Regions from separate parts of the Mus musculus genome. Here regions 1, 3, 4 and 5 are each linked to region 2. The links are chromatin contacts, called in public HiCAR-type and HiChIP or PLAC-seq maps. All regions are on one chromosome and are shown on one strand. Each heading gives the region's core, a stretch centred on a gene start, on an enhancer-like site or on the middle of the called end of the contact. The rest is flanking DNA. Distances are from core to core; before and after follow the strand shown.

The links. HiCAR-type assays count read pairs that join an accessible place to other places. HiChIP or PLAC-seq counts read pairs in DNA pulled down with a chosen protein or histone mark.
Region 1: a HiCAR-type map of astrocytes shows a contact between it and region 2, with 3 times the contacts expected there. The contact joins the promoter of Siah1a here to the promoter of Gpt2 in region 2. A contact is called at or near these places in 3 of 39 promoter capture datasets (cranial neural crest, embryonic stem cells and hippocampal neurons), 7 of 115 datasets of contacts at active chromatin or transcription factors (astrocytes, embryonic forebrain, embryonic limb bud and 4 more) and 1 of 9 other capture datasets (embryonic stem cells).
Region 3: a contact with region 2 is called in an H3K27ac HiChIP or PLAC-seq map of stem cell-derived neural progenitor cells, with 6 times the contacts expected there. The contact joins the enhancer-like site here to the promoter of Gpt2 in region 2. A contact is called at or near these places in 1 of 39 promoter capture datasets (cranial neural crest) and 5 of 115 datasets of contacts at active chromatin or transcription factors (SST interneurons, astrocytes, embryonic forebrain and 2 more).
Region 4: a contact with region 2 is called in an H3K27ac HiChIP or PLAC-seq map of regulatory T cell precursor, with 8 times the contacts expected there. The contact joins the enhancer-like site here to the promoter of Gpt2 in region 2. A contact is called at or near these places in 1 of 39 promoter capture datasets (hippocampal neurons), 4 of 115 datasets of contacts at active chromatin or transcription factors (embryonic forebrain, forebrain, large pre-B cells and 1 more) and 1 of 9 other capture datasets (liver).
Region 5: a HiCAR-type map of astrocytes shows a contact between it and region 2, with 4 times the contacts expected there. The contact joins the promoter of Lonp2 here to the promoter of Gpt2 in region 2. A contact is called at or near these places in 10 of 39 promoter capture datasets (the 3T3-L1 cell line, the HPC-7 cell line, HPC-7-derived erythroid cells and 5 more), 9 of 115 datasets of contacts at active chromatin or transcription factors (the NIH/3T3 cell line, astrocytes, embryonic forebrain and 5 more) and 3 of 9 other capture datasets (embryonic stem cells, liver and macrophages).

Annotation. Positions count from the first base shown.
Region 1 is chr8:86,743,088-86,747,338 of GRCm38.p6, reverse strand. It overlaps Siah1a (siah E3 ubiquitin protein ligase 1A), which reads left to right and starts at 1,333. Exons shown (of 2, transcript NM_009172.2): 1 at 1,333-1,522. Gm10638 (predicted gene 10638) reads right to left here and starts at 1,640. Exons shown (of 1, transcript NR_027829.1): 1 at 279-1,640.
Region 2 is chr8:85,490,902-85,495,236 of GRCm38.p6, reverse strand. Gpt2 (glutamic pyruvate transaminase (alanine aminotransferase) 2) reads right to left here and starts at 2,661. Exons shown (of 12, transcript NM_173866.4): 1 at 2,548-2,661; 2 at 2,068-2,332. The coding sequence starts at 2,310.
Region 3 is chr8:86,533,836-86,538,720 of GRCm38.p6, reverse strand. Abcc12 (ATP-binding cassette, sub-family C (CFTR/MRP), member 12) reads left to right here. Exons shown (of 29, transcript NM_172912.4): 13 at 195-398; 14 at 3,713-3,847; 15 at 3,958-4,033; 16 at 4,130-4,198. Among named protein-coding and RNA genes, the nearest start is that of Abcc12, 30 kb to the left of the region's middle. Within about 2 kb of position 2,295, at least 88 of the 459 cell types and tissues checked have an H3K27ac peak or open chromatin away from gene starts, as enhancers often do. A contact at or near this core is called in SST interneurons and stem cell-derived neural progenitor cells, where this site is marked.
Region 4 is chr8:86,705,952-86,710,512 of GRCm38.p6, reverse strand. Lonp2 (lon peptidase 2, peroxisomal) reads right to left here. Exons shown (of 15, transcript NM_025827.3): 12 at 1,438-1,580. Among named protein-coding and RNA genes, the nearest start is that of Gm22305, 37 kb to the right of the region's middle. Within about 2 kb of position 2,507, at least 70 of the 459 cell types and tissues checked have an H3K27ac peak or open chromatin away from gene starts, as enhancers often do. A contact at or near this core is called in regulatory T cell precursor, where this site is marked.
Region 5 is chr8:86,621,863-86,626,542 of GRCm38.p6, reverse strand. It overlaps Lonp2 (lon peptidase 2, peroxisomal), which reads right to left and starts at 2,500. Exons shown (of 15, transcript NM_025827.3): 1 at 2,127-2,500. The coding sequence starts at 2,359.

The DNA of each region.
Region 1 (4,251 bases), core at 84-2,583, 1.3 Mb before region 2:
TTTCATGACAAAGCAGAGTTTATGATGGGTTATCTTAGACTCCCTATGTAAATCAAGTATTTTAAATGAACAAGAACACCACTAATATCGACAATCTTCATGAACCTACATAATGCAAGCTCCTTATCTGGCTGTTGAGCTTTGGGGACCAACAGATTTGTAGTATATGGTGCTTTTAACTTAATTAATTTACATTCTCAACTGTTTGGTTGTGCTAATGGTCTCAGAGGAAGGGCTACAGTGAGATACTAGATCGAGAATAGAAATATCAACACAAGCACAGATTACAAATACATTGAGGAAAGCTGAACATTCATTGAGAACAAATTTGAGTTCTGGAAGAGGGCGGAGTTTGTGCTGATGGAAGGCTGAGAGGAGACTTTTCTTCCTTTCTTGAAACCCCATAGAAAAAGTACTTTTCTCACAGCATTGCATTTCTACAGTTCTTCCCTGAAAATCTGCTCAGGATTTGTAAACGCCTTACATTCGGTTAACCTAGTCAGACAGAGGCATCCATGGAAAGACTAACGGGGACTCTGCGAGATGGCTCAGCAGAGGCCCTGCCACCAAGGCTGGCCACTTGCGCTCCACCCCCAGCACTCGCAACTCGTCCTCTGACCTCCACACAATCCCACACCCCAGAATCAAATCTAAAGGTTTCTACCCCTTCACTCGCAACTGGGGACTGAGTCTCAGCCCAGGCAACCACTCCTCACGAAAGCACCCGTAACCCTTGAGATGAGGTCTTCATTTATTTTGGATAAAAGGTCTCCCCGGGAAGTCCCAGAAAACTCTGTATAAACCAGACTGGCCCCAAACTTGTGAAGATCCTGCTTCTGCTTGCCTAGTGCACGGCTCCGTTTTTTAACCTAAAGCAGCAGGGTGGACAGTCCCCAACATCAGCTTCCCAGATGAGTGGGAAAGTGGACTTAAAGGCGTGCTTCTTACTGGCCAGCTTTCAACGAGCCTACCGGGAGGCGCGGCCCTCTTCTCCTCCAGGAGTGGGGTCGTGGAGGCCGCTACAGACCGCGGACCCGGAGAGAGGACGGCGCGAACCCAGTCAATCCCACAGTAACGGCCCGAGACAGCGCAGCCGCCTCGTGGGGATGCTCGGGACGCTGCTCCGGTAACCGAAGCGTCTCGACGCCAACCGCCACCGAGTGCGGGCAGCAGCCGCCAGCCGCTTCTGCGCGTGCGTGGCCGTGGGAAGCCCCGCCCAGCCGGGTTCGGTGCGCGCTCCCGCTCATGGCGGCCGCCGCAGTGTGTGGTACTTAGCGGGCGCGCGCGGCGAGCTCGAGAGCGCGCGGGGCGGCGGCGGCGGCGGCAGGGAAGCCGGGCTGCCGGGCGGGCGCGCTCTCGAGGGCGGCGGCCCAGGGTGTCCCGTCGGTCTCGGTGCCGGGAGAGGTGGAGGCGCGGCCCGCGGTGGCGGCGGTGACGGTGGCGGTGGCGGTGGCGGCGGCGGCAGCTGGCGACCGGGCGCGTTAGACGGGGCCGGGGTCCGCGGCGCGCTCTCCGCCCACAGGTAAGCGGGCGGCCTGGAGGGAGGAGCTGGCCGCGGCCCGGGGAGGGCCGGCGGGTCCCCTCGCGGAGCCGCGGCGCCTTTGTCTCGGCCTCTCCGGGCGGGCCCAGCCGACAGCGGCGGCTCCGGGAGGCGGAGGGCGGGCGGGCGCGCCGAGACTACGGCCCGCGCCCTCGCTCAGTCTTTGTTGTGTGGCCCGGTGTACGGCCAACATGGCGGAGGTCAGCCGCGCGCTTCGCGGGCCGCGGTCGGGCCTTGCCTCGGCGGCTCCGGGAGGGCGGCCTCCCCCGGACCCGCGCCTTTATTGTGCGGGGAAGAACGCAGCCTCCTCCCTTGTTTATGTCGCCACGAGCGAGCGCGCGGACGCCCGCCTGGGCAGCTCCAGCCTTTAAGCCTAAGCCTTGCTCCGCCCAGCTTCCTTTGCGGGATAGTTCGGGGTCCCTCCAAGCTCCCAGATGCAACTTAGTGTGTACGCCCTGGGCCGCTGCGGACCGTCTGTTCCTGGAAAGATACAGAATTTGTTTGCCCTGGCATAAGAGTTACATTTGTGCATTCGGTAAATGAGGCCATGTAGCTGATTTGTCAAAGTCATGGAAGCCCTGAACGTGGATGTAGGACAGGGATCTTACTGCTCTTTCTAGCGTTGAGCATTTACCATTTCTTGCTAGGCTATTGTCCAGGGTGAAATGTTAACTTGTAAAAGCGCTTGGAGCATGGGCTCCGAACTCTGCCCTCCTGCTTTGATTCCAATCCTGCCCCACGGGTTTGTGACCTTGGGCACGATTTTGGTGCTTCATTTTGCTAATCTGCAAAATGGGTCTGATGGAGAGTATTTGTCTCAAGCCTATTGAGAACCGATGAGATGGGAAATAGTTGATGTGCAGAGAGCTCTTAGTAAGTGCTAAGCTATTACAGTAAATGATTACTGCTAAAGGTCCTTGCCTCATAAAATTCGCTTAAGTTATTTTGGCATGGATGCGTTGGAAGTACATAGCCCAAAATGTTTGAAATCGGGTTATATAAAACCGGGTTAGTATTTGGGTTTTACTGTTTTAAGAAATGAAAGGGTTTAGAGGACAGAATGCTATGCTTTGTGAGATGATGGAATTTGGGGATTTGAGCGATAAGGGATGTGAATGCGTGGTGGAATTTGGAAAGTCACTGAAGTTTCCTTTAAGCAGGTTTAGTTTATGGATCAGTTCACTTTCAAGGACTTCAATTACCTAACTTGGAAAAGTAGGACAGTGACTCCCTTTAATTAGTGTTGTTACCTGTGGTGTCACCGTCTCCTTCAGAAGCTGCTGAAGAGCAAAGCCTGCTGTGACAAATGAGATGGCATAGTAACTGTCTCGGAGCGGAGCGCTCACGTGGTGGGAAATGTGTTTACCTTTGGGATAAGTTTGTGACTGGTGACTGACTGGTAGAGGAAGATTTTCCAAAAGTGGGTTCCATAAATTAACCATACTTTTTGTTTGTTTGTTTGTTTTTAGAAATTTAAATAACAATACAACTTGTAGTCTTTAGTCTCAGTTTTGTCCAGAGCTTTTTACTTAAAGTGGGCTTTAACTTTATTATTTGTGAATTGGTTCAAGACCCCCCCCCCCCCCGCATGTTTGCACTAGTTTTGTAACAGTATTTAAAACTGAAACAGTGTAACAAATTTGACTGGATAGTTAAAAAAAGAAAGAAAAGATTACATTTAGAAACATAAGTAATTTATTTTGCTTCAGACTATCTGCTCCCTTAAACCTTGGAGGAAATTCCTACATCAGAAAGCTGAACTTGGTGGTAGAAACCTGAACTCATATTAGTTGACAGGAATTCCAACATTTGAGAGGCCGAGGCAGGAGAATAGAAAGGTTTAAGGTCAGCCTTGGCAATCTAGTGAAACCATGTCACCCAAAACAAACAAACAAACAAACAAACAAACATACATCACTGTTTTCTTAATGTCTGTAATTCAGACGAATATGATATTCTATAAAAATTAACATGTTTCAAGCGAAGTACCCAGATGAGCTGCTGATTTGAAGAGTAGGATTTTGTTTTCAGTGGGTAAGGTATTTTGAAAACCAGTCTTACATAATTAAGGTAACAAAACAAGTTTAGTGACTTTGCATAGTTTTAGATGACTGCTTAAATTATATTTTATGGTAGTTGATACACTCAAGTTTTAAAGACTGGAAATTCTCTTAATTAAATGTTTCAGATCTTTTAAATAAAAATAGAAATTTCTATATGCAATTTGTGAAATATTGAAATGTTTGATGTATTTCATTTAGACCTTGCCTTCATCAGATCTTTAGAATCAGAAACAGACAAACCTGAAGAAGAAACTTCCTCCTTTACAATATTGGTAGTTACTGGTAGTTAGTTGCCTGCTAGTTACTGATAGTTACTGGTAGTTAGTTGCTTGCTAGTTACTGATAGTTACTGGTAGTTAGTTGTCTGCTAGTTACTGATAGTTACTGGCAGTTAGTTGTCTGATAGTTACTGGTAGTTACTGGTAGTTAGTTGTCTGATAGTTACTGGTAGTTACTTGTCTGCTGGCTGAGGTTGGACGAGGGTTTCCTGGAGCTGGAGGTAGCTGTGAGCTGCCTGATTTGTACTGGGGTCCTCTGGAACAAGTGCTCTTAACTAAGCCAGCCCCCCAACCCCGAGGTAGCCGTTCTTCTGGCTGCCTAGTGTTACCAGTGTAAATGAGCTTTCTAATTAAACCTCTGAACCTGACT
Region 2 (4,335 bases), core at 1,412-3,911:
CGGGTCCAACAGGAAAGCAGCTATTTCACGAAAGATAGAAAGAATTCCTGGAATCTCTCCCAGCTCTGGATGCAGAGAAACCAACTGTGGTGGGGCAGAACAGGGAACACTTTCAGCCTGGCTTTGTTTTAGCAGGAAGACTGTTGTCCTGAGAAGAGACAGCTGCAGCCTCCCAGATATCAAAGTTTGAAAAAGAAATGCACAGGCTCTATGTCTCTAGCCCACCAGTGTGTCAGGCACAAAAAAACGGAGCCAGCCTTCTCTGGGCCAACCTTTAAACAGCCCAGTGGGCAGGAGAGATGGTGGAAGGTTAGTAGCAGAGGAATCCAGTTCAGTTCCCACATCAGGCGGCTCACAAGCACCTGGAACTTCGGCTCCAAGAAGATCCAACTCTTGATTTGCTTTGCTTGGTTTGGTTTTTGGAGACAGGGTTTCTCTGTGTAGCTGTAGAACAGGCTGACCTTGAACTCAGAAATCGACCTGCCTAAGCTTGTACCACCAAGAAACTTCTCTGGTCTCCATGGGCACCTGCACTTATGTGCACATAACTACACACATATACATATTTTAAAATAATAAAAACAAATCTAAAAAAATAAATAAATAAACTCAGCCCTGCAAAGAGTCAGCAATAGACACTGATGGATCCGACACAGCGTTTTTAGTAGAATTGGGTATCTGATGTAGGTAGGCTTCATAAAAAATTCCAATGGAAAGAAGAGAGAGATTCTAAGAGTTCTTCTTACATACTCAAGGATACTGAGTGACCATGCTACTCTGCAGACACTGGGATCTGCTGAGTATGGAAACAAAATCAAGAAACCCTCCCATCCATCCACATCTTGAATCAGAATGATCTGGTGACCTTTTTCTTCTTTCTCTTTCTCTCCTTCCCTTCTTTCTTCCTTCCTTCCTTCCTTCCTTCCTTCCTTCCTTCCTTCCTTCTTTCCCTTCTTCCTAAGATTTTTCCAGACAGGCTTTCTCTGTGTAGCCCTAGCTGTCCTGGAACTCACTCTGCAGACTAGGCTGGCCTAGAGCTCACAGAGATCTGCCTGTCTTTAGCCTCCCAAGTGCTAAAATTAAAAACATGTGCCACCACCACCCAGCTAACGTTTTCTTTTTAATCTTAGTAGTGATGTTCCCTCTTGACTCTGCCTTCCAAATCTCACCCAGTTTAAAACCCAGTATCTTAGCAGGGCATTGTGTTCTGTGCCTGGATGCCTGTAAACCCCGACGCATAGCAGGTGCAGGTAGGAGGATGTGGAGTCGAGGACAACCTGGGCTACATAGTCAGACCTTGGCCCCAGAACAAAGAACTTGGTTTCACATACGGCCAAACCACCCTAGTTGGGACAGGGAGACACAGCTAAGTTCAAGCCAGCCTCCCTGGCTGGTATCACCAAGATGAAGTCCCAGGTTCACCTCATTAAGGTCATAAGGACCCAACTCTCCCACTATAGCAATCAAAGGTTCTCGGGGTACAAAATAAGGAATTCTACCCATCTCTTTTCCAGAGTCCCGGTCTTGTCAAGCCACTGTGGCTGGCAAACACCCAGCAGGCCTCTGCCAGAAAAAAGGGTTCGGGAACAAACCAGCCAGTCACACAGTCTTCCTTCCTCCCTCCGCTCCTACTTAACAGGGTTTTCACCTCGCCACCCCCCCCCCCAGCCCCTTCGTCTCACTTCAAAGAACTTACTTATTCTCTATCTGAAACTCTCACTTCTATATTTGCTTGTTTTCCCCCTTCCAAGGGATCCACGAGGGTAGGGCACTTAGGGAACACGCAGTGCCTGGCAGCAGAGGCCGCTCAATAACTGGGCACAATTCAACAAGTGAACCGTCGAAGGCCTCACTTTGTGCCAGATGCGGGGCACTGGTGGGTGACGGGAGAGAGAGGGGGCGTTCTCTCGCTTTAGCCAAAAATGGCACAAAGAAGAAGCTGAAAGCCGAGGGGGTGGGGGGTTTCGGAGGGTTGGAGGTCCTTCAGGAGGACCCCAAAGTAGCTTGCCACAGTTCTTCCCGCCATGAACGCCCCCTGGCCTCGCCCCCCGCAGGCCCTGCGCTCACCCGCTGCAGCTCCATCTCGATCTCGCCGGCTTTGAGCACGATGGGTCCCCGCACAGCGTACTCCACCGCCTTCACCTGCGGGTTCATGGACTCCAGGGTGAGGATGCGGTCTCGAGGGCTGCGCTCCGGTCGCACCTTGAGCGCCGCCGAGGCTTCGGCTGCAGCGCTGCTGTGACTACGGCCCCAGGGGCCCGAGGCGCGGGGGCAGGAGCCCCGCCGCACCAGCACCGCTGCCCGCTGCATCGCGAACCTGCCGAGATTAGCCCTGGCCCAGAAAGAAGGAGAGCAAGACGTCACGCACAGCCCCAGGTGGACACCAGTCCCCCAAGAACCCAAGGCTCTCGGCCGGCAGCGCCAGCCTAGCTCCAGGGCTGTATTCCCACCCTCTGGTTACTGGGACCTTGCACCCTGCCACTGCAGCACCAAGACGCTACACCGCTAGGTTGCCGGAGCTGCGCCTAATGTGGGTATGCAACGTGCCTGTCGCCGCGGGACCGTCCGCACCGCTCCGGTTAAGGTGAGCCTGGGCTGCTCCCAAACCCGGTGGCCGGCCACCGCATCCTGGCGCCTGGCACCAGCACCTCCTGGCTCCCTGTATTCGCACACCCACCGCCGCCGACTCCGCCTCGGGCCTGCGCGCTGACTTCTGGGTCTTGTAGTTGTCTTGACCGTATCAACACTGCAGTGATGAACCGGATAAACTACAAGTCCTCTAAAGCCTGGCGCAGGCCAGACTGGGCTGGGCGGGGGGTGGGGAGCGGTCGTCTGGGCGGGGTCTTGGTGACAGAGAATCCCTACTTTAAGGCAGCGACTGTCCTTTCCAGAGGCTTTTGGAATTTTTTATTTGCTACTTGGCTGCTTCTCCCTAGATGCACACCCCGCCTCCCTTCACCCTCACCTCGGGACACCTACAGTGACGTGGGATGCGTGGTGATGCACTCTTCGCCTTGAGTTTCATCATCCCAGCCATATGGTTCTCCTAGCCACTCAGGGGCAGCTGGTTAGGAAGTAGGGCCACTGAAACTTGATATGCCACCCAGTCTCCTTCTCAGAATCAACGTTCTTGTTAGCAAAAATCTGTGTATGGGGAGGGTGGGGTGGGGGGATGGGGGTAGGGAGGTTGTAGGAAGGGACCACACACCAAGTGCTACAGTTTTGCATCACCTCTCTATCCGAAGGCCCACCTCACATCCATTGTATCCATTTTATTTTCTTTCTAGCCTTCCTAGCATCTAAAATTTACCTCATTTAGATACTTCTAGAGGACTCAGAAGGATAAAAACAATGTTTTTATTTTGTTTTGTTTTGTTTCTGTCCGTTGATTTCACAACATCTCTAACACTATATAGGCACTTAGTAAATATTTGTTGACTACACAGAACATGGTGGCAATTACTTTGGGCAAAAGTATCCAGCCAGTAGATCCCTCCACACATGCATTTTGCACATGCGGAGTGTATTAGAAAGAGTTCTCTAGAGTCACAGAACTATACAGTAAACAACAGCTATATAGTTGTCTCTATATAGTAAAGGAATTTGTTGATGGCATACATTCTGTAGTCCAACTCCCCATCAATGGTCAGCAGCAGCTGTGAATGGAAGTCCAAGGATCTAGCAGTTGCTCAGTCCCACATGGTAAGCAGGCAAAGAAGAGTGAATCTTCCTTCTTCCGATGTCCTTATGTAGGTCTCCAGCAGAAGGCATAGTCCAGATTAAAGGTGTGATGGCACACACCTTTAATCCCAGATAACAATGAACTCAGAGATCTCCCTGTCTTAATCTTCTGGGATTCATACCCACTATGCCTCAGAGAGCCTTCTAATTCTGGATTGCAGTTCATTCCAGATATAGTCAAGCTGAAAACCAGGAATAGCCACTACACGGAGCAAGCTTGGGACAAGACTAGGTTGAGTGTGCAATTGGTGCAAAGGTAGAAATGTAAGCTAGGGGGCTGGAGAGATGGCTCAGCGGTTAAGAGCACCAACTGTGCCCGGCGTGGTGGTGCACACCTTTAATCCCAGCACTCGGGAGGCAGAGGCAGGGGGATTTCTGAGTTCGAGGCCAGCCTGGTCTACAGAGTGAGTTCCAGGACAGCCAGGGCTATACAGAGAAACCCTGTCTCAAAAACCAAAACCAAAACCAAAAAAAAAAGCACCAACTGCTCTTCCAGAGGTCAATTCCTGGCAACCACATGGTGGCTCACAACCATCTGTAATGGGATCTGATGCCCTCTTCTGGTGTGTCTGAAGACAGCTACAGTGTACTCAT
Region 3 (4,885 bases), core at 1,046-3,545, 1.0 Mb before region 2:
GGTGGGGTGGGTGGAATTCTTCCAGTCAGCATTGCCTAGCGTAAGGCATGGGGGAGCTTATGTGCAGAGAGAGATAACAAGCTGTGTTGTCTCCCCGAGTCCTGAAGAGTTTTAGAATGCTCCTGATATACAAAGACCATGGGGTGGCAGGCAGACTTAATAATGATGGGCAGTGCCATTATCCCTGTCCACAGATTGGAGAGCGGGGTGTCAACCTCTCTGGGGGACAGAGGCAGAGGATCAGCCTGGCCCGTGCTGTGTATGCTAATCGTCAGCTCTACCTGCTGGATGACCCGCTCTCGGCTGTGGATGCCCACGTGGGGAAGCATGTCTTTGAAGAATGCATTAAGAAGACACTCAAAGGGAAGACAGTTGTGCTGGTTACCCACCAGTTGCAGGTGACTGGGATGTGCGTGGTCCATGAGGCCTTGGGATGAGTGCAGCACTTGATGGTCAAAGAGACTCCTGTTCTGCCTAAATATGCCATTTCCACCAGTAGGTGGCTTTACCTGAACAGGGGATTGAGATGGTAGGAGACACTGATGAGTCCTGCAGCCATCCCTAGCTTCCTGGTATTGCTACCTGCTCCTCTCTGGGTATGACTTCCTTTGGCTTAGTCTTTGGGATCAGTGGGGAGACGACTTTTCCTCCCCCATTGGGTAGATTGTGTAGGATCAATTGGCTCTGAGATCTGGGCCATTGGTGCCAAGGAAATGGGGAGCCAGGCATGGACAAGTCAGGCTCTACCCATTCTCCAGTAGGGACTTGATGGGCCTGAGGTTGGGGGTTCCTTGTCTGAGGGTCATGGAAGCTCTGTTTTCTTTCCTCACCCAGAAAGTCATGGCTCTTGTGATGAGTGGCCCAGACTCCCCAGTCTTCCCCTAGCCCAGGAAAGGCTCCTGAGGCCAGGACCAATGGGCAACGCTTCAGGGTTCTTCTGCCTTCTTAGATCCTGTTCCCATTCAAACAGTAGTCTCCCTCTGGCTTAGGAGGGTGAATCTTGCTGGAGAAAGAGACTGGGCTTATGTTAAGTGAACTGGAGGATTTGGCTGCATGGTCACAGACCTTGTTGAATCCATCCCACATACAGGTTCTGAATGCTTGGTGGGAATCTAGGGCCCCTTCTCTACCCAAGATAATTCAAGGTTACCCTCTCATTCTCTCTCTCTCTCTCTCTCTCTCTCTCTCTCTCTCTCTCTTTCTCTCTCTCTAATCTCCCAAGTCTGGGAGATATACTGCACGTGAGTATGTATTTGTGTGCGTGTGCACGAGCACGCATACCTCAAAGTAGAAAACATCCCAGAGACATTGGGAGGTGACCCGTTGGGGCACTGGTGCAGAGAGCCCCTTCTTCTTGTTCAGTAGGCCTGGTCTGGGGGGCAGGAAGCAGATCTCATTGCCTTTCAGTGAATCAGAAATTGAGGTGGTGAAGGTGTGAAGGCTGAAGCAGCAAGTAAGGTTGCCATAGCTATAGGACTTTGCAGCCTGTAGGTTGGTACCCTCTGGCTGAGGCCAGGAGGACCACCCTGAAGAGAGAGGGCCTCTCAAAGACCCAGGAAACCCAGCCCCCCACAGCTCCCCAGAATAAGCTTTAAGCATTCAAATTTTATACATGTGAGTATCTGGTTTCTTTAGCAGGTGAGCCACAGCTCTATAAAATAATGAGCCAGATTAGTTAGACAAGAACTCCTAGGTCCTCTGTAGGCCAGGGCTGAGGAAAGGAGAAGGCTGGCTGGATTCAGTCTGGAATCCCATGTTTTGCCTAGAAATGGTCTGTGGCCTAGCTAGATTCCTTAGCGTGGTTACCATAGCCCTGGCCTGTGACTATTCAGTCTGTGGCATCTGCTTGCCCTGGGAGAACTGTCTTCCGGAGGAGTCCTGGGTCCTGGAGGATGCTGCCTTGGTCCTGACAGGTGTGAGACAGAGCTGTCCCTCTATTATCCCCTCTTGGAGGATAAACCATAGCCACATGCCCAGCCCATCTTTGAAACTCACTAGCCCGAAGTATGATCTTAGGCAAGCTGGTGTTTTCCCAGAGTCTCCAGCAGTCACACCTTTCCAAGGTCATTTTAGCTCACTTTTTGCTTGTTGGGAGAGGAAGAAGGCCACCAGATGGCACCATAATCTTGATACACTCTTCATCCCATTCTTTGTGGGGGAGGGGAGGGCTCAGCCTCAAACTGCAGCCCCGGGGCTTTCCAGAACATTTCCTAGCTGCTCTGACCTCAGATGCTTTGGAGTAGCTGGCCATGACAGCCACTCATCTGTTTACTTGAGGAAACAAAGCGAGGCCAGCAGTCTGACGAGCTGCTGGAATCTACTAAGGGCTCAGCTTCCGAAGTGTTTGCAGAGCACGGCTACACAAAGCTACTTGGTGTCACCAGAGTGAGCCAAGGGCTTGCTGGCCAGAGGGACCTTTTCGGGGCCCTCCCAAGTCTGGGTGGTGGTCCCACACATAGGCAGAAAAGCCTGTAGATTGTAGTGGGCCCTGTGTGCTTCCTTTCCTCGTGTGAAAAGAATCAATGGCTTAACCGAGCTTACAGCTTTCTTGAGCTGAGAGCTGCCCGAGGTTGGGAGATAAGATGTAAGATCAGGCTGTGGAACACCAGAGGATGATGCCTGAGGTCCAAGTCTGTCTTTGAGGGAAAGGTTCTGTCAGAAGCAGAAGGTGTGTCTCCCTCCACTGGGCAGTAGGAGCCAGGTTCCTGCTTGGGCTGCCTGAGGAAGGGCTCCAGTCATGGATAGGGGAGACAGAGGCTAGAGCTATCCATGCTGCTGGAACTGCTCTGGTTGAAGCATTTGGGCACCACCCACCCCATCAGGTGTACAACTATCAGTGGTAGGCCTTTGCTTGCAGGATTCGAATCAAGTTTAGCCAAGTGGGATTTTGGCCTTGAGCAGAGTAGAAGTGCAAATCCGGGACTCTGGCCCTGCTGTGATGGCTTTCTTCTTTAGATCAAACTGTTCCCACTCTTACAGCATTTTGCCTGCCTTTAGGAGGGGACTATCTGCCCTTTGTTGGGTGGATCAATCGAGGAGTGCCCTTTCTTCTTCCAAAATAAAACGGCATCCCTCTCAGCAGAATTCTTTAATCCAAGGATTGGTGTGGATGTGAAGGGTCTCGGAATCAGAAAAACAGGGCCTGTGATATTTATTGTTCACATCGTTATTGTTCTGTTAAAGCTGGTGGGGGTGTGGCCTATGACCCGGTTTCTATTCCCCGGGCTCAGTGGGGTGGGGCTTCTGACAGGACTGGGATCATGTTTTCTGTCTTTTCCAAACCTTGGCCTCCACAATAGTCAATCAGATTTCTGAGTGGGGTAGCTCATTCACAGAGAAGAATCGAAGGAAGTTTTGATTGCCTCATTGTTGCAGCCAGAGTCCAGCTTCTGTACTGAAAAGACTGGGGACTAGCTCAGTGGTTCTCAATTGCCGCCCCCGCTCCAACCCCTGGGGCATTTGGCAGTGCTTGCAGACAATTTTGCTCATCACAACTAGGGAAAGACATCCTACTGGTAGGTAGACACCAGAGAGGCTGCGAAATAGTCTACAATGCACAGGGCAGCCCCTGAAGACAAGGGATTATTTGGTAATAGTGCCAGGATTGAAAACCCCAGTAATTCAGTGCACCTGGGAAAGCAGGCTGGGAGTTTGGTGTGAGCTCTTTCTTACCGAGGCAGTGCTGTTGTGGATGGATGCACTGTCTCTGCAGTTCCTGGAGTCTTGTGATGAGGTCATTCTGTTAGAAGATGGAGAGATCTGTGAAAAGGGCACCCACAAGGAGTTGATGGAAGAGAGGGGGCGCTATGCAAAGCTTATCCACAACCTCCGGGGACTGCAATTCAAGGTAAACTGCACACCTGCCTGGTGAGTGGGATTAAGAGTCCCGCCTCATGGCTTTCTGCCTGGGACAGGTCTGTTGGCTCACTTTCAGAAGTCATTTCATTTTATCTCCAGGATCCAGAGCACATTTACAATGTAGCCATGGTGGAGACCCTGAAGGAGAGCCCAGCTCAGAGGGATGAAGACGCTGGTACAGTCAGATGACAGTCCCCTCTCTCTCACTGCCCCTGGATCCTGAGTGGACACAGACCTTTCCATTTACTTATTATACAATTTCTCATCCTAGTCTTGGCTTCAGGAGATGAGAAGGACGAAGGAAAAGAACCTGAAACAGAAGAATTTGTGGACACAAACGGTATTTACCATCTTTTCCCTTGGCTGTGTACCTGGGAGTACATGCTAGGCATCCCCTGTCTGCATAGAGGAGGAGTGGTAAAACAGCGGTTATCGCTTTGGGAAGCGAGGACGGTGGTGTGTTGTAGAGTGTGCTCACACAGGGTAATGCCAACTGTCAACTTGACCAGGTTATGAAGACCCTTGAAGGTCTAAACCCTCTACTGGGTTCTTTCTGAGAACATTCCCAGATACAGTTGCCAACAAGGAAAACCCACTCTAAATGAGGGCAGCATCCTCTCCTGAGTTGGGACCCAGATGAAATAAAAGTGGGGAAAGAGAACCTTTAATGCATTCATCCTTTCTTTTTGTTTTGGGGTCACTGTGAGCAAGAAATTGTCCCCTCTTTTGATTAATTAATATTATCATACAATCACATCATTCCCAAATTCTGTTTCCTTCCTCTAAAACCTCCTGTGCACCCCACACTTGTTCTCTTTCATGACCTCTTTTGCTTTACTTGCTGTTGTTGTGTATATTCTGTGTATGTATTGTTAAATATAAAAATGCAATCTGTTCGATCCATACAGTGTTACTTGTATGCATGTTTTCAGGCTGACCATTTGGTTTTGAATAGCTCATCGGTGTGCCCTTCCCTGGGGAAGACGATTTCTGCTGCTCTCAGCAGTCCTTAGTTGCCTGTGGTCCT
Region 4 (4,561 bases), core at 1,258-3,757, 1.2 Mb before region 2:
GAATCAGATGATATCAGAGAGTGCTGCTAAGACATGTTTACAATTCCTCCTTTTTGTTCTTCCTGCTACATCTCTGTCAGAGCTCCTGCAATGGCAAAAATGCATCCGAATCCAGAATCTGCTGAGAAGGTTATATAATGTGTAACGTGTATCAAGCCTTTGTTTTAATATAGTTTAAGTGCTCAGATTGCTGCTGGGATGAGCTTTTTTTTGTTTTTGTGTTTTGTTTTTTGAGACAGGATTTCTCTGTGTAGCCCTGGCTGTCCTGGAACTCACTCTGTAGACCAGGCTGGCCTCGAACTCAGAAATCCGCCTGCCTCTGCCTCCCGAGTGCTGGGATTAAAGGCGTGTGCCACCACTGCCCTGGAATGAGCTATCTATGGAAAGTCTAGAGAAAGAGGCCATGACACTTGGGATCAGAATCGCTGTCTTCATTATGAACTAACAAGCGAGAAAGCACATCAACTTCTTTTCTCAACCAAAATTAAGCTCAGTTTTTTAAAAATTCAAATTCATAGTATCTTAAGAATGTAAACAACCCCAATAACACCTTGGGTTGTATGGTTCACGTTGAGATTCACTGCGAGAATAAACAAGGACTGTTCTGGCAACTGGGAGCTTTGTGGGGAGCCAGTCCAGAACGTAATACAAGGCCGCTGCGGATGAGTTTGGGGAGTCTTTCTTCTCCCTTGTTGTAAGCCCTTGGGAAAAACTATCGTCACTGGTAATGATTTGGAATTTTTGCTGGAGACACTGCCTTATACACAATTTAACAGCCCTCATAGACATCTTTACAGATCTTTCCTAGGAATTTACCTGTGAATCACCTCACCATCTAAATACCACAAATACCTTCAGCACCCTATTTTATAAGCTACTTCCATCTGCTGCTTTAGCTCATACTGGCTTTCTGGTCTTTGGTGACGTAGGAAAGGGAAAAGCAGAAAAAAACAGTAACAGAAATAGAGCAGCATATAGTTTAACCCTTGATGGTTATCTACCAGGTTGGAACTGGTAGTAGTCTGTGTTTTTCAAGTAGTTGGGATCAGGGCTGATTTGCTGCCTCCTTTCTAAGCCCTCGGTGGGCAAGACAACAGGACATCCTTGATTGAAATGCATACGATAAAAGACAGAACTCTTCTGCGTACGCAAATCAATGAGCATGAGCACTCATGAAGTGGAGGGATGACTGGAAAATCATTGAGCACTCATGAAGTGGAGGGATGACTCAGGGTCAAGCCAGCATGGGTGCCCATAAGAGGTCATGACTTGGGTCACTTCCATTCAAGAGCCACACTATCACATTAAGTACCTAAGTGTAACACTACACAGGGAAATTTTCCATTAAATTTTCCAGAACTTAGCTTCAGAGACCCCAGCTCTAGCTGTCCGACATCAAGCAAGCACCAGTGTAAACATAGATATGAGAATCATCACCTCCAGCTCATACAGTGGTGGCCCCAGGATGTCTTTCAGGGCATGGGAGTCGATCAGAATTGGCATTTCAGGTGGCAGGGCCAAGTCTGCAGTGTCACTGATGGATTCAGGTTTTGCATCTTCCAGCACATGTTCTTTGCAACCTAAGAGAAACATTTATTTAGAAGTTCCAAGAGAGCTGTTGGTTTGGAAATTCATTACTAGTAAAGAGAAATGGGAGGCACAGTGAATGCCACCAGATTAGTCCTTTGTGTTTACAGGCACAGACCTTTTACCTGTACACAGGCAGAGGAACTGGTCTTTCAAAGCCCTTAGGGAGTATTTGCCCATCACCCACATGATAGCTCACAACTTTCTGTAACCCCAGTTCCAGAGGGTCTGATGCTTCTTCTAGCCTCCTCAAGTGCCAGGAACATATGGGGTGCACAGACATTCATGGAGGCAAAAAAGGCAAAACATCCATGAACACAAAAAACTAAGTAAATGACCCCGCCTCAAACCTCTATGGTGCTGGTGAGATGGCTTACTAGGTAAAGGCATCCGCAGCCAAGCCGGACAAGTTTGGTTCCCAGTCCCCACATGGTTGAACAAGATGACCAACTCCCTTAAATGAAGTAGTCCTCTGACTCCTATGTGCATGCACACATATATGCCCACACAGAGATTTTAAATTAATATACTCATTTTAGACAAGACTCTCACTATGTATCTCTGGCTGGTGTGGAATTTGCTATATAGACTAGGTGGGCCTCAAACTAAAAGAGAACTGCCCTTTCTGCATGCTGAGAACATGGTATGTACTACCATGGTAGGCATAAAAACGTTTAAAAACTGTAGAAAACTGTGCCTCTCTTTGTCTCATAGCTAGCGTGCTGATAAGTTTTTGTCTACTTCACACAAACTAGAGTCACCTGGGAGGAGGAAACCGCAAGTGAGAAATTGCCTGCATCTGATTGGCTTGTGGGCATGTCTGTGGTTTTGTTTTCTTGATAAAAGACTGATGTGGGAGAGTCCATCCTGCTGTGGGTGGGTGCCACCCCCCACATGCCATCCAGGTAGCCATGGATTATGTAAGAAAACAAGCTGAGTGAGTGAGCCCAGTTCCCCATGGTATCTGTGTCAGTTCCACCCCCAGCTTCCTGCTGGAGCACCTGCTCCAGTTCCCCTTGATGATGGACTGTGACGTGGAAGTATAAACCAAATAAGCCCTCTCCTCCCTCAAGTTGAATTTGGTCATGGTGTTTATCACAGCAACAGAAAGCAGACTAAAACTCTAGTCTTGTTTTCCCTTGGGCTTGTCTGGTCTGCTATCTTACAATGTACTTAAACTGTTTCCTCTTTTATGACCCCTTTCATACTCCCAGTGAAAGTGGTTATTGTGTACACTAATAAGAAATATACAGTGATTACAGTTAGCCAAAATTGTATTATATATATTTATTTTGCTATGATTTCCCCATTCTTTTCTTTTTTCTACTCTTACAGATCATGAAATTAAGGCACCCTCCTCTAACTTTTCTTCCAAAGTGGCTATCAAATATGTGTAAGAGCAGCAGCCTTACACTAACTCGCTTGTGCTAACTGGGGTCATTATGAGGAGATCATTAAATGACACAGGGTGACCTTTAGGGTGAAGGCTCTTCTGGCTATCTCTTCACACATGAATCACAGGTAACAGGAAATTTGTTGACAAGAGGACAAGTTGAGCTATGAAAAAAATCTCAAGACCCTCACTACCTATTTCTATGGGGTTATAAAAATTACAAAGCAAGTCTGTTGTAGATTCCACAGTGCAATGCACACGATCTGAAGTGTGAAGTCTCCTTACATATGTCATTATACCATGACTGTAATGCTCATCCCAGGTTTAGCTCAATGGATCCTACAAAGTCTTTTCATCTTCCTAACTTCCTCCATAGGATTTCTTTCACAAAAAATGTGCAGTGGTCGGCTATTCTGTGGCTTGTGAAATGGTAGACTTTCTGTGAGTGACTGTTTTCAGCAGCATTAGATCTTAGAGGAGAAGAGAAAGTAGGTTATCATTTGTCATACAGGGAGAAAAGGTTACGGACCACAGAGTGCAAGGAAGAGACACAGACAGCTGTCGGCTGCCTTGCTGTGACATGCTCTGTGAGCTCTGCTGAGGTGGGGCTGCTGTTGTTGGATTTCATTTTACTGTCACCAGACGGGATAAGAGCATATGGGTGAAGTTCAAGACAACATGGAGCCACTGCCTGGGGACAGCTGACCTTTTTCAAGTGTAGTCTTGGGCTCGGTGCTTGGTGCACAGAGGGAGCAGGGGTAAGAGCTCTTTGCAGAGGATAGCCCTTTAGACACTAGTAAGCTCAGAGCTCATCTATACTAAAAACGTTCCATAATTCAAACATATGGCGTGCTCACCAGCATTTGTCTTTCTATTTTCTGACCACTGGCAGGAGGAACCAGTCTCTATGCTCTGCTGCCGTGGAGCGCACATGACCATGCCTTCTCCAGTTGCAAGCCAAAAGAAACCTCTGCTCCTTTAAATTGCTTCTTGTCGGGTACCCACAAGAGATCTGGCAAAGTGGAGCTGTTGTTACAGACAGGGCTGTGGTTGTAGAAGAAATCTGGAAGACTTTGGTGCAGTGGGCTAGAGATGCTGTAGAATGCTGCAAGCGCATGGCCATTCTGATGGAAACTTGGACAACTACAGTGTTAATAGGAATGTGGAGAGAGAGAGAGAGAGAGAGAGAGAGAGAGAGAGAGAGAAGTGGGCTGATGAGGTTTTAGAAAAAACCAAAGGCTACTACTGGGAACTGCACTAGGCCCTCAGTGTGACATTCTGGCAAAGAATGTGACTATGTTCTATCTGTGTCCAAACACTTGGAGTAAGGCTAAAGTCATAAGTAATGGGCTAAGTTTGAGGTGGAGGAGCTTCAAAGCCTAACACCCAGGCTCCAGCATGCTGACTGCTCACTGGTCTTTGCCATATTTACAAAACAGAGCAGAAAGGTATTTTAAAAGCCATGCAGTTTGGTGAGGAGAGGAATATGAGTAAGTTTAAAACTGTGAAGAGAGTTAAAGTTGTGGGCAGGGATGGCACTGACAAAGTGTGCACAATGGTTAGAGATTAGTGCCACTGCAG
Region 5 (4,680 bases), core at 1,251-3,750, 1.1 Mb before region 2:
TGTCTGATCAGGTTTGTTTACTCTACCAGTTCAAGAATTAGCAGGGAAGAATAAATTCAAGCTTGCCTACTGCCTGATTTTATAAAAACATATTCTCAATTGAGTTTCCCTCCTCAGATGACTGTACATGGTGTCAAGGTGACATAAAACTATCCAGCATACATTAGAAACAAACCAAGGTAGACCTGGTAGCACAGGTGTGTAACACTGACTTCTTGGAGGGCTAAGCAAGAGGATCACTGGTGCAGTACTTGAGTGAGCTACAGAAGAGTTCAGAGCCAGCACAGAGTACTTACTGAGACTCAGTATCAAAATAAAAAAATACAAATAAGAGCTGAGGCTATAGCTTAATGGTAGAGTACCTACCATAGGTTCAATCTCTAATGCCCCCCAAGAAATAAAACAAACAAAAAATTTAATCACGAGAATTTCTGTCTCAACTAAGTGGTTGTAAAATAATATGGGAGAAATAAACAGAGGTTTAAGGAATGAGGTAATATGCTAGGAGACTAGTACTAAATATAATTTGCTACAATAAAATACTGAAACTTTATAGTGTCCAATCTTATTTAGGCAACAGCCAAGAATAGTTCAAATGGGTGTCAGTTTTTTTTTTCCATGATGATACAATGTAAACCATTATTGAGTTGTGCGTTTGTTTCATGCTTTACTGTTTATTTTGTTTTTAAAGAGCTACAGGCCTCCTTTGGAAACATGAAGAAAAGCTCCAAGTTGTCTAATGTAGTCAGTCACACTTATGAAATCCATTCAGAGCCAGGAACCCTTCATTTGAAAATAAGGAGGGGAAGGAGGCTCTCCAACCTGCTCTTCAGTATCAATACATTGAGCAAGAACTTGAGAAAAGAGCTTAAAGATAACATCTGCTAAGACACACTATAGACTAGTACTGTCCAATAAAAATACAAGCCATACTCGTGATTTTAGTATCCACAGGTGATTTTAGGTGAAGTGGTCAGAATATTAACATTGTAACATTTATTCTATGTAACATTAATTAAGCAGGGCAGTGGCACACGCCTTTAATCCCAGCACTTGGGAGGCAGAGGCAGGCGGATTTCTGAGTTCAAGGCCAGCCTGGTCTACAGAGTGAGTTCCAGGACAGCCAGGGCCACACAGAGAAACCCTGTCTCGAAAAAGAAAAAGGAAATTCACGTTTTCTCAAACTATAGTGTGCACTGTACATTTATGACACATTTAGGGTGACCAACTGCCTTGAGCTGCCTAGAATTGACAGCCTTTCTGGGCACACATGCACTCTAGTGTTAAAACTCATATTAGAGCATGCACACTTCAAGTGCTCTATACGCACAATCACTGTGCAGTCCAGGGAAGCATGGGGCAAACCAGTCTGCACAGATGGACCTTCAAGACACACCTAAGAGACATGGGAAATCACAGGGGAAGAGTCAGACGCAGGTGAAATCTACCACCCAAGTCAACGAACCAGAGCCGGGACACAGGGCTATCCAGTGACATCCCCCGGGCCTAAGATAAAAATGCCAGGAAGGAGCAAAGGTGAGCCTAGAGGCTGGGAAGACTGTAGTGGGAGACCCCAAGGAAAATGCTAACAGGAATGGCCCTTCATGAAGGGGAGGCCGTCGGGGAATAGAGAAAATAGGTAACAACATGTAAAACAAAGCACCCAAAAGTTAACTGCGTAGTTTAGGCATGAGCAGGAAAAAGAAAGAAAGAAAGAGAGAGAGAGAGAGAGAGAGAGAGAGAGAGAGAGAGAGAGATAGATAGATAGATAGATAGATCTAGATTTATAATGTTTCAGCTGGAGAACATGACCGGAGGTTGACTGAAAGAAAGGGGACAGGGTGAAAGGTGGTATGGGGGAGGGGCCCGGGCGCTGGGCGGTGAAGAAGGCTATGTAGGACACGAATTCACATCAGATAAGCACCAGCAACAGGCAGCAAATGAACTGCACAGAGTTTCCACCCGTGTCAGGCATTGCTCCGTGACTGATCCGGCTCACTAACGGTCACTGGCGAAAAGCGTCCCTCCCACTTTTCACGCTGGGGAGACTTGAGCCACAACTCCGCTCACAGGCCGCCGGGGCGCGAGTCCCGGAGGGCCTCCCTCCGAGTGCCCGGCGGGCCTACCTGTGCAATGGTGGCAGGTCCTGCGTGTCGCTGGCCGGGTCGGGTGTGTTGGGGATGACTCCTAGAATGGTGCTCTGCAACGACGTGCCCTTGAGCAAGCGGCTCCGCACCAGCTGCAAGTTGCGGGCCGTGTCCACACTTGTGCGCATAGTGGAGCCAGGCAGCAACACACTCTCGTGGGTCAACAGCAGCGGAAGGCGGCTGGGGATCTGGATGGGGCTCACGGAGGACATGGCCACTGGTCGTCAACACCAGAGGTGTCAGGAGGACTCCCAAGTACGAACTCTACACTTCCTTCGCCGAACGCACCGCAGCCGTCACTCGACGGCCCGCCCCCAGGCCTGAGTGCCGCCGCTTCCGGCACCGCCCCTTCCCCAGGCTCCGGTCCCCAGGCCTGCCGCCGCTTCCGGCCCCGCCCCTTCTCCAGGCTCCCAGACTTCTGCCCGGACGCTTCGGACTCGCCCCCGGGCCATGTGCTGCTGTTTCCGGGCCCGCCCACAACCCTTCCGGAGGCCGCAGCGGCTAAGCCTTCCGGTCTGTCACTCTCCCCCCCCCCCCCCCCCCAAAGCTAAAGCGTAGCGGCTTCTGGCTCCGCCCCTAGACCCAAACCCCTCAATTTCTGGCTGCATCCCCAGGCTGGTCCCTACATTAAACACCTCCGCTCCCCGCTAGCCCAGAGATACCCAATTTCTGTCGCTTCGCTCAGCCCTTCTCTCTGAACCAGTGATGCCAGACGACAAGCAAACCTGGTGCACAGACAGCATGAACAGTGCCTGCATTTAAATTCGGAAGGAATGTTGAGAAGGACGGTGTGCACTAGACATTTTTAAACCTTTTTATTGAATAGATTTTATATTTTAACAAGTATCCTATACCTCTCACTCGGTTTTCCCTATTATGTTGCATAACCATGGTTCACATAACCCAGGAAATTAGTATTACCATTACCTAATCCATAGACCTTCTCCCAAGCTGGTGGGTTTTACTATCGTCCTTAATTTTTCACTTTGTTTATCTCCTGGATCTCTTAAGTCTGTGATATTGCTTCCATCTTTGCTTTATTTTATTAGTATTTTAAACAGATACTTTTAAAAAAGGGGCATTCAATTATTTGTAGAAGGTCACAATTTGGATGATAGATTCTAGGTTGTGGTCTGAGTCACTGAGGTCTAGAGGGAGGGTGAACTGGTAGGTGATGATCTTGGTTGTGACACACTCATCAAGTATGCATTGTGTAGATATCTTGAGATAGACTTTGGGAGTAATATAAAGAAAAAATATATACAATAACTTACCTTTTTATTAAGAGTCTTATCTGGAGAGTAGAGGACTTATACTCTGAGATTCCTGGTGTCTTTTTAAAAATGGTACTTGGGATTGGACCAAGGGCTCTGAACATGGTAGGTATTTTATGAGGAAACTATGACCATCTTAAAAACCTTGGGGCATATTTTTTAAAAAAACTTTATTTATTTTTATCATGCATACATATCCTAAAAGCAACAAGTGTTTTGTGTGCATACTAATGTCTGGACTTATTTTTGTTTAATAAATTAATTTTTTGATTTTATTATTTTCTTGGTCTCCTAGGACAGGGTCTTAACTGAGTCACACATATGGCCAAAGAAAAAGAGTCATTCCAGGATGATATATGGCCTTGCAGGCAGCCAAGAGGTCTAGCCTCTTGTAGACTGAACCCCAAACAGCTGTGCAGAACCATGTAATTGTCACACAAAAGTTGTTTTTAGAGTAAAACAGGAACTTCATACCAAAACCCAGGTCTAATCTGTGTGTTTCTTGAAGGAGCACCAAAACCTTGCAACTTCAATTCTTACTGTCTACTGTTTGCTGTACCCGACTATGCAAGCTGTTTCATGTTTGTCAGGGCCTTCTTGTGACTAAACTCACTGTTTTCTACAGTGATTTTTTTTTTTGGTAAGGTCTAAGTAATTCCAGAAAATAATTACTTCATTCTGATGTTTACCCTAGATACAATGACTCTACTAATTGTCCCACTCTAGGGCTTGCTATGCAAGATTGATTTCCAACTTGAAATCTTCCTATCTCAGCCAGGAGTGCTGACGTTAGAGATATGTTCCATCGTGTCTACCTTAGACTTAGTTTGACAAATACAAATTCATATTGCACTGTAAAGGTAGGGTGTGGTACAGTGTAGTGGTTTGAATGAAAAAAAAATGTCCCCCTTAGTCTCAGCTGTTTAAATACTTAGTCCCCCAGTGGATGGCACTGTTTAGGGGGGCCTTGGAGGAAGTGTGTCACTGGAAACAGTCTCTGAGACTTTAAAGATCAGAGACATCCCCAGGTCAGTCTCTTTGCCTGTATTTCTGGTTCAGGATGTGAGCTCTCAGCTTCCTTTTCTGCCACTAGGCTTTGATCTACCATCATGGGCTCAAACGTTCTGGAAACTAAAACCTAAATAAACTCCCTATTCTATACGTTGCTTTGGTTAAGGGGCCCACATTTAAGTTGCTTGCTTGTCCACATGTTTCTATGATGGTGTGCATCAGCCCATTCAAGAGAACATCGGGAATGC